2 separate regions of the Sus scrofa genome follow, and region 2 is linked to region 1. A link is a contact called in public targeted proximity ligation data. All regions are on one chromosome and are shown on one strand. The core of a region is the stretch at or near the end of the contact, and the rest is flanking DNA. Distances in the headings are between cores, read along the strand shown.

Region 1 (4,944 bases), core at 775-3,274:
TTAGCAGATTTTTAAAGAGACTTACAATCTCCAGAAAGATAAAGAACCATCCATCAACCCAGCCAGGTTGTATGGCTAGATTGCTCAGCCTCCAAATTTTCTCCACTTTGGAGGGTAACTTAAACATCAGTGCGTACTGAAGTAAAGTGTCTTTTGTAGCACTTCAAATATTTGTGACCTTAATTTTGCTTTTAAAAAGGCTTTCCCTGAGAAGTGCTTTCTGGCTCTTTATTGCCATATTATGACATTTTTATCTTTTTCCAATAAGCTTTCTAGAGTAAGCTGATTTGGGCTCATTTGACTTCATATCTCTTTTTCTTTCTTTCTTTCTTTTTTTTTTTTTTTTTTTTTTTGTCTTTTTGCCTTTTCTAGGGCCACTCCTAGAACCTCCTGCGGCATAGGGAGGTTCCCAGGCTAGGGGTCCAATCAGAGCTGTAGCTGCCGGCCTACGCCACAGCACAGCAAAGCCAGATCCAAGCCATGTCTGCGACCTACACCACAGCTCATGGCAACACCAGATCCTTAACCCACTGAGCAAGGCCAGGGATCAAATGCAAAACCTCATGGTTGCTAATTGGATTCGTTAACCACTGAGCCACGATGGGAACTCCATATCTCTTTTTCTTATGCTACATAGTGAGATAAAATTTTTTCCATGTGGTCCCGGATTTCCTCCTCTAGAAGATACAGTAATCCCACCTTATCCTCCACTCTTTGATGTCTTTAAATAAATTTGTGGCTCATTTGTATACACCAATTCTTGTATCTGTTTGCAATGAACCAAGGAAATTTAGAAATGACTTCAGATTTACTAATGAAAGCATTAAGATCTAGAAGACAGATAAATTGACTTGCCAATGATCACACACACTGTTAGAAGTTAGCAAATGGTATTCCAGACCAAACCTTCCCCCTCCTCTCTCTCTCTCTCTCCTTTCAAATTTGAGATTTGAGGATGTGGAATCACAATTCCCTGCAGGTTATTGTAATTCCTTGAGGTACTTAGTGGCTGGATGTGATGTCATCATCTCATAGTCAAACTTCAAGCACATGACTTGTTAGAACCAAACAACCCATTCCAGAAAGGTTTGTCCATAGGAGCTGAGATGTCTTCATCTGTAGATAGCTTTCCTGATGCCCTGTCTGGTTGGTTTCTTACATAACCTCTACTCTGGGTATCTGGTCAGGCTCCTGGGTGTCACCAGAGGAGAACCTGTCTCATCTGATTAGTCTCATCTGTGTTACTCTTTATCTGTTACTTAATGGCTGTCCTTAAACGACCCACCACCTACAACCTCCACCCACTGCATCCTTCTTTGTCTTTCCAAGCAGTTCATTCACTCCCTGAGTGTGGTTTGGAATATGAGTTGAGTTAGTCACTGTTTATTGTGCTGTTCTCTGGAGGCTCAGCTCCCAGAGGGCTGGTTCTTCAGCTGAAGCAAGAGTTGCCTTGGGAACAGGCCCACTTTCTTCTTTGCTGCACAGGAAGTGGACCTGGGCATTGCAATGCTGTTTTCAGAGCTGGTCAAGACTCATAGTGTTTGGCTTGTTATTTTGCTGGAAGACAATGGATGAGCCAAGAGATAGCCTTTCTTTGCCTTTTCTTTTTTTCTGTTAAAATTGCTTTCATTTGGCGTCACTTCCAAATTATTTTTCTTCCCGTTGCCAATAATAGTGACATGAAACTCAAAACCACAACTGATTTCAGCCAGAGATAGCTTCACTCTCAGGGGACTTTAGAGAGGTTTGCAGAGTCACACAGGATGAGATATGATAGATGTTGTCTTAGAGTTCTGCCACTTAAGAGCAATGAAGCATTTTCCCAAGGCAGGAAAGAGAGTTACCCTCAGAGTAGAAAAAAGGGAAGTGAGGAAATTATCTCCTTGGCCAAATATCTCCCTTGTTTCCCCCAAAAATAGCTTCCCTGCTACTTGCCACAGGGCCTGAAATTCTTCCAGGAGAGATTCTTCCTCTCTCTTAGGACACTGCATCTCATCCAGCTACGTGAACTTGGGCAATTCTCTCAACCTCTGGGTTTCAATTTTCTCAAGGATTAAAGGAAGGGTAGGAACATAACAGCTCTGAAAAGGTTCATTTCAGCTCTGAAAAGCTCTGACTATACATGCCCTAAGAGGAAGAATTTTTAAATCTATTATTCAGTCATCAACACTTAAGTGTGAATAATTTGGAGTTCCCTGGTGGTTCAGTGGGTTAAGGAACCAGGAACTGGCATTATCACTGCTATGGCACAGGTTTGATCCCTGGCCTGGGAAATTCCATATGCTACAGGAGCAGCCGAAACGAAAAGAAAAAAACAAAACAAAACACTTAATTGTGAATAATTCTAGTAGCTCTTTCCTTGATGTTTTAACACAAAACAAAGAAATGTAGATAATAAAGAAGACAGACCCCAAGGAATGCCCAGGTGAGGTCACAGGAAACCTGGAGATGGAGGGACATACTAAAAAAAGGAGGTGGAGCTAAATGGAAGGGTACTAAAGACATAGTTACAATTTGGAGGAATTTAGAGTCCTTTGCTATTTTGTGTCATTTCAAAAGAACAGAAGATCTTTATAGATGGAGCCTAGTAAGTCAATCAATGAATGCTTAGAAAATGGCTGAACCATTCAAGTGTTTGGGGAGATTCAAAGGAAACACATAACTTAGCACCTGCCCTCAAGGAATTATTGGCAGTGTTGGACAGAAACAATTCAGATACTCAGGCAGGTATCATAGAAGCCCACAACTTCTCATGAGTTGCCTTTGAGCCCTTGCAGGGGTTCAGGGAAAGATTCAATGAATGTGAGAAAGCTAACTCTCTTTAGCAAGCACTTGAAACCGTCATAACCAGGATGCTGAGAGCTTTGACGCTGGCAAGGCTGGCTGGATTTGAAGAACTGTGACCATCTCTGTAACTCTATGAACTGGGGCCATTCATTGAGTGTTCAGAACAGTTTGTGCTTGTGCTGTGTTGTTTCACTTGTATTACAGACTTCACAAATGAGTTTGTTTTTGTTTTTGTTTTTTGTCAGATTTCTTCAATGAACAGGAGAGACTCATCCCAGTACAGGAAAATATAGGCATATCAGAGAAAAGACTGGAAACATTATATTCTTATTTCATGAATGGGAATGAGGCTGAATTAGGGGAAATTTTCCTGGAAAGTCACTGACAATTAGAGAAGTTCATTAGGGCAGAGATAATGCTAACAGCAGACCCATAAATATTGTTCTTATCCATCGACAGCCTAATAGATCATCATATTATCTCGCTCCCTCTCTCTCTCTAGATCAAAATGACTGAAAAGGACCCAGAACCACACCTGGAGGAGGACGACGATGAGCTAGATGGCAAGCTCAATTATAAGCCTCCACCTCAGAAGTCCCTGAAGGAGCTGCAAGAGATGGACAAAGATGATGAAAGTCTAACTAAGTACAAGAAAACGCTCCTGGGGGACGGTCCTGTAGTAGCAGGTGTGTGTGTTTGGAGATGTGGGGCGGGCAGAGCGGCACAAACGAGGCATGTATTTCAGCTATTCAGGAGCAGGTGCAAAGGACAGGGTACCAAGTGCTTTCAGGGTTAACTGAGTGAGATACAACCTCTATGTGCTGGATCAAGTTAGGGACTGGATAATTAAGTGTACTTTGGAGATAAGGTGCAAGTTGCCATTGAGAGAGACAAAAATAACACATAGTGAGGATTTAGAAAGAATTTCAAACCAGGAGTTCTCTGGTGGCTCAGTGGGGTAAGACCCAGTGTTGTCACCACTTCTAGCCTGGGAATTTATGCATACAATGGATGCATAAAAAGTAAAAAAAAGTAAAAAAAAAAAAAAAAAAGCATTGCATACTACCACTCAGAATTGTATTTTCTTCATGATATCTCTCATTCTCTCTCTTTCTTCTCTTTCTCCTTCTCACTTGTACTTAACCATCCATCTCTTCCACATACACAATGGCAGACTAAGACATGGCCTAAAGATATGCATGGGCCATGCTCAACCATCGGAGTACCTTACCCATAACCACTCAGGCAATGTTTGCTATTGATGATTAAAATGGACCTACAAGCCCTGGAAGCAGAAATAGCATCACTGGAATTAACAAAAATCACTAAGATCAAGCATGGTGAATCTGCCACTTCCTTTTCTATTTCTTCTCCAGACAGAGATGTCCCTTTTCCTTTTCTCTCTCTCTATTCTATTTGAAATGGGTGCGCGCGCGCGCGCACACACACACACACACACACACACACAGTGTATATGCCTCTTCTCTGTGCTCACATTCCCTTTTGAACCCTGCAGACCCTTCGGCCCCCAATGTCACTGTCACCCGCCTCACCCTGGTTTGTGAAAGTGCCCCAGGACCGATCACCATGGACCTCACGGGTAAGTGGACACATCTGTTCTGTTCAGCGGGGCCTAATGGTATCACTGGGAAAATTTGGCCTTTGTCCCCTGTCCCCACAAAAGCAAACCCCAGTAAGGTGATTTCTAATAAGTTCTCTTGGGACTGGTTCACAGGTCATTGCTCTCAGAGTACACAATATTTATCGTGCTTAATGAAAAGCCCAACCTCTGTCTCTATTTCACGGAAAAATGAGCTGGCATAAGTACTTGAATCATATTTCCTTCAGATTTTTATCATCACATGATAGCAGAAAACTGATCATTCATGTAAAAAGACTGCTGATGGAAATACTAAAGAGCAAGCTGTGTGCCTCTGATATTGTAATATTTATACAATCTAAACACCAGAGAAAATATTGATTTTTTTTTTTTTTTTGCCATTTCTTGGGCCGCTTCTATGGCACATGAAGGTTCCAGGCTAGCGGTCCAATTGGAGCTGTAGCCACCGGCCTACACCACAGCCACAGCAATGCTAGATCTTTAACCCACTGAGTGAGGCCAGGGATCGAACCCGCAACCTCATGGTTCATAGTTGG
Region 2 (4,944 bases), core at 687-3,186, 650 kb after region 1:
TCCCCCAGCTAAGTTCGGACTTTGGCTAGAATTCCTGGGCAGCTTTTGGAGTTTTGGGGGGTCAGGAGATGTAACCGGTCCCAGAAGCTCTCAGTCGAACCTGGCCGCAGGATGTGCACACCCTCGACAGCTGCGGACCACAGCTCAGACTGTTAGACGCTCAGAGGAGCCACTTCGAGGGTGGGACTGATCAGATGTCAGAGGTTCTGGCACCTGGGGGAGGGGAAGCGAGGACAGGATTATCATTCCACTGTTACCCAACACTGCCAGGTCTCTTGGTTGAGAAGGTATGTACAGCTCGTATGTGTTTTTACGGCACGAATGAAAAGAGCATGTGGACAGTCTTTATGGTCGTTAATGCACAGGGCCGAAGGAACCTGGTCATTACATGTACAAATGCCAAGTGTATGTAGGGCGCTCCCAAGACACCTATGTGCGGTGTATATTGAGATTGTGCAATAATGCAGCAGAGGTGTGGAAAGGCGGTGTGAACTGCACGGTGTGAAGCGTTGTTCCCTCTCCTTCAGACCCTCTCACACATCCCTCCCCCACACCCGCACACACGTTAAACTACCCTTGACACAGACTCCTCCCCTCCCCCAACACCGCAGCCAGCTTTCTCTGAAAACTGATACCCTGAGGCCCTTTCCCTTACCAGCCACAATTAGGGGAAGTAGAAGGGAAAATGCGGACTGGATCAAGGCACAGAGGCAGTGCTCTGTCATTTTTCCTTCCGCAATAGGCCACTGTTCCGGCTCCAGGCCTTATATTTTATCTGACTTTGCAACGCCAGGAAACAGCTTTAGGCTCCTGCGAGTCCAGGCCGAATCCACTTCTCTCTGCGAAATCCATTTTGTATTTTCTCTTTCACCCTCATCAAGTCTCAGCCGAGGCTGTTGTTCTCAATCCAGCTCAGAAACTGGCTCAAACCGCCCTGAACTGGATTTGGTGGCTGTTGAGACACAGTTTCTGCCTCTTTGTTAGGGCGGATCCGGCCTCATTTGCTCCTCTGTTTCCCTCCCTCCTGTTTTCCCAGAGTCACCAACAGCAATTCCCCTCCCCCTGCTTTCCAGTTTGGCATTTTTTTACCCTTCCCTGGGCCAAGGCCCCCTGAAGTAGATTAAATTCTTTAATAAAATAGTGGATTTAGGTTGTAAAGCTTCAGCTTTTATTACATTAACTATTTAGTTCTGCTTTTCTCAAATTTGTTATCTAAACCAATTGACATGGTGCCCTTAAAATCTTGGCTCTCATTTTAACCTAGAAATATCTTAAATCTTCACTCTGGATGGAAATAACTTTAAATTTCAATTCAAAGGCTGAAAGATTAATTTGTTTTGTAGCTATATTTAAGTCAAAATAATTTATTCATTTCTTTGTTGAGAAATGACAAAACATAAAATGTATGGAATTTTTAAGTAGCCACTCATACTAACTGTTGCAACTGCGCGATTCCCAGAGAAAAGAACTGAAGACTTGAGATTGTTTTGGTTTTCGAACGTGTAATTATAACCCCTGGTCAGATTCTGTGAATTGTTTAGGGAAGAAGGCTGTTTGGAGAATGCGCGGGAACCATTCCTAACGTGATGCAGGTGGAGGCAAAACTAGGAGTGTGACGGAATGAGGAAAGGATAGGGCTGGGCTTCTGTAAGTTTTCTATCAAATTTAAGCATTTCTCACGTTTTGGAACTAGATAAGAGGGGGCGATTGTACAACATCGTGGAGGTATTAAATGCCACTCAATTGTACATTTTACAATGTTGATTTTATGTCATGTGAATTTAATCTCAGTTTTTAAATATTAAGCGTTTCTTGCGAAGAATTTTTTGTTTTCTTCTTGTGGGTTTTTGAAAAATCAGAGAGGACACAGATGATAAGCAACCATATTCGGGGTGTGTCTCCTTTCGGTGCTTGACGACTCACTAGTCTCCCCCTGCTGGCCAAAGCGAGCAACGTGTCACATCGTCGGAAGGCCTTTTGAGCCTGTCTCAATTATATGTCGAAGCACAAATAACAGGCTGCTTTTTTAGGAATCCTTCTCTTTACTTGTTTCGTGTGCATTTCATTTGTCTTACTTGTGTGCTTGGTATCAGGCTCTTTTACCAAACGAGGATCACAGACATTTTGCTTCTGTGAGGTTACAAAGGATTAATTAAAACTCAGCAGTTTAAAATTCACCCCTACATCCCCAAGCAGAACCATAAATGCTGTCATTTATCCTAAACTAAAAACCAGAGTTAAATTGATCATTTACATGTTTAGTTTCAGTAGAGCAGAAAGCCCTGGAAAAAAGCCAATTTTTTTCCCCAGTAGATCTGGAAAAGCTATTTTTATGTGAGGGGGGGGGGGGCTTTGTCTAGTACCCTGAGAAAGACTGGTTTTGGGTGAAGGTAATCCTCAAAACGTATGTATAAAAGGTCAGTTGCTCAATTAAATTTGTTTTTATGAAATTTACAAAGCTTAAGTAATTATTATGGGAAGAAAAACAGTAGTTTAAGCTATACTGGAGGTCAAGTAATCCAGATAAGCCTCCTCCTTGTTAGATCATTTGTTACTTTAGGATCTTCTCACCTTTTGTTTCACTTGCTTAAAATGCTCCTCCCTTCTCCAGTTCCTCCTATTTATGGTCAGGCCTCACCTCTCAAGCCTTTCCTTATATGTCACCTCCTGGAAGAAGTCTTACTGCTTTGTCAAAAGTAGATTCCTTATACCCTGTTATCTTCTCATATGACATCCTCTTTTTTTTCCTATTGTAGCAGCACTATATCTTACAGTTGTATATGTTTGTTTTCTTGTATTTTTTTCCTCCTTCACGAGCTTTTTAAATCTCCTAAAGGCCATATCTGTCCAATCAAAACTGTAAAACCAGCTTTTGAAAGAATACTTGGCAAAAAAGTAACAAGGAATAAATATTTGTTGAACAGATAAGTTCAGATACCATGTCTCTAGCTCCAGTCCAGTACTTTCTGGACTACTTTTCTTCTTTTACACCTTGTAGCTTTTTCAAGACTTCCCCTGTGTTCTCTTTCTCTTGTAAACTCTGAGTAACTACTGTTTTGTTTCTTCCCATAATGTGTGAGTTACTGAGTATACTGGAATCTTCACAGTTTCTTGATTTTTATCCTCTTAAAAAAAGAGAGAGAGAAACAGACGAATCATCTATTTCTTACAGTCTGTGTTTTCTCATCTGCAGTACTTGATTTTGCTCTAAAATTCCTCCCTCCCCTCTTTTTTGATTTTTGAATCTGGAGTTCCCCTCCCCCATCAAAACCTTCCCTACCACCAGGGGACAAGGGTCTGCCAATTCCTTCTGCAAAAAAAAACCACCTCTTCCTCCAGTCCAGAGAAAGACTGCTCCACGCAGAGATTTAAATTCCCTGGAATTTCAAGTAGGCAATTTGCATTTCTGAGAACCTTTAGACTAGTTGTCAGTCTTTTCATTGGACTTCAGCCCAACAGAAGAGTAATCCCTTTGGGGCATTTCTTTACCTAGGCAAATTAGCTATTATTACACTCTTCCGAAAGCTGTGCTAGGGGTTGGAGGACTTTTGTGACCTGTGGCTTTATTCCTAGTCATTGAATGGTTTTGATTGACTGACGGTTGTATAACTGGTAGAATTTCCCTAGCTGCCTACAAAATGCTGTGACTTTGACACCATTTAACTGGTATAGGGTAGTAGTTAAGAGACTTAACTACTGGAAGTCAGAAAAGCTCTAAGCTCTTAAGTCTTGGTTTTCCTATGCATTTTGTTTTTCTTCTGCAAAAATAGGATGTCCACTGTATAGAGTTGTGGTAATCATTATAGTAGTATTTAGAGAGCAATTACTTTATGCCAGTTACTGTTCTAATACTACTGTCCTGTAGGTATATATGATTAAATAGATAGGTAGATTGATTGATTGATCTAATCCCAGCCACCCTTTGGGGTAGGTATCATTGTCTCTGTTTTATATGGAGGCACAGAGAGGTTAGGTAACTCTCCCAAGGTAACACAGCTAGTAGGTGGCAGAACACATACACAGACCCCAGCTGTCTGGGTTCTGAGTCTGTGCTTTTAAAACCCAAGTCCAGCTTACCTGGCACTAGGTGAATGTTGCCAATTGTTAGTTTCTTTCTTTTTTTTTTTTTTTTCTTGGTCTTTTTGCCTTTTTGTAGGGCCACACCCATGGCATATGGAGGTTCCCAGCCTAGGGGTTGAATCGGAGCTGTAGCCACCAGCCTACACCACAGCCACAGCCACGCAGGATCCAAGCTGCGTCTGCAACCTACACCACAGCTCACAGCAATGTCAGATCCTTAACCCACTGAGCAAGGCCAGGGATTGAACCCGCAACCTCGTGGTTCCTAGTCGGATTCATTAACCGCTGAGCCACGATGGGGAACTCCACCAATTGTTAGTTTCTTATCTCCTCCTCTGTTTCCATGAAAACAGTCATTACTTCCTCAAGGTATCTTCATGCAAAACCATAGAAATTTGGAACCAACACAATCCCCTGCTTTTTTAGTTAGGAAATGGAAGGCCAAAGAGCTTGAGCCAACTGTATTCTGTGGCTGGATGGGCCTAGAATTTAGCTCTCCTGACTAATCTGTGAGGGAATAATGGTTTTCCATACTAATGTGTTCTCTTTCCTTCCTTTTACCGTTTTTGAAAAGAAAGGAAAAAAAGATCTTTTTATGAATTTCACTCCTACCCCCACCTTGTTTTCTGAAATTCAGTAACACAAGCTGCACTTGCAGAGACTTAACTAAATGGAATGCACTGCTTCTCTGCCAGAGCACACAAGGGAGTGAGCTAGAGTTCACTAGGCAAAGTGAGGACAGAGGAACATTAGTCACTCACTCCTTTGTTTTTCCTTACCCTTTTCCCTCTTGACCCCTTCCTTGCTTGTTTCTGGCTCCAGCTCTCTGTTCCCTTCCCTGGATTAGGACTATGGAGCTATTGC

What was found.
Region 2: a contact with region 1 is called in a targeted proximity ligation map of alveolar macrophages. A contact is called at or near these places in 2 of 2 datasets of targeted methods (alveolar macrophages and skeletal muscle).

What each region holds. Positions count from the first base shown.
Region 1 is chr5:57,583,232-57,588,175 of Sscrofa11.1, forward strand. ARHGDIB (Rho GDP dissociation inhibitor beta) reads left to right here. Exons shown (of 6, transcript NM_001244240.1): 2 at 3,290-3,473; 3 at 4,304-4,387. The coding sequence starts at 3,296. Among named protein-coding and RNA genes, the nearest start is that of ARHGDIB, 9.0 kb to the left of the region's middle.
Region 2 is chr5:58,237,960-58,242,903 of Sscrofa11.1, forward strand. No RefSeq gene overlaps it. Among named protein-coding and RNA genes, the nearest start is that of ATF7IP, 90 kb to the left of the region's middle.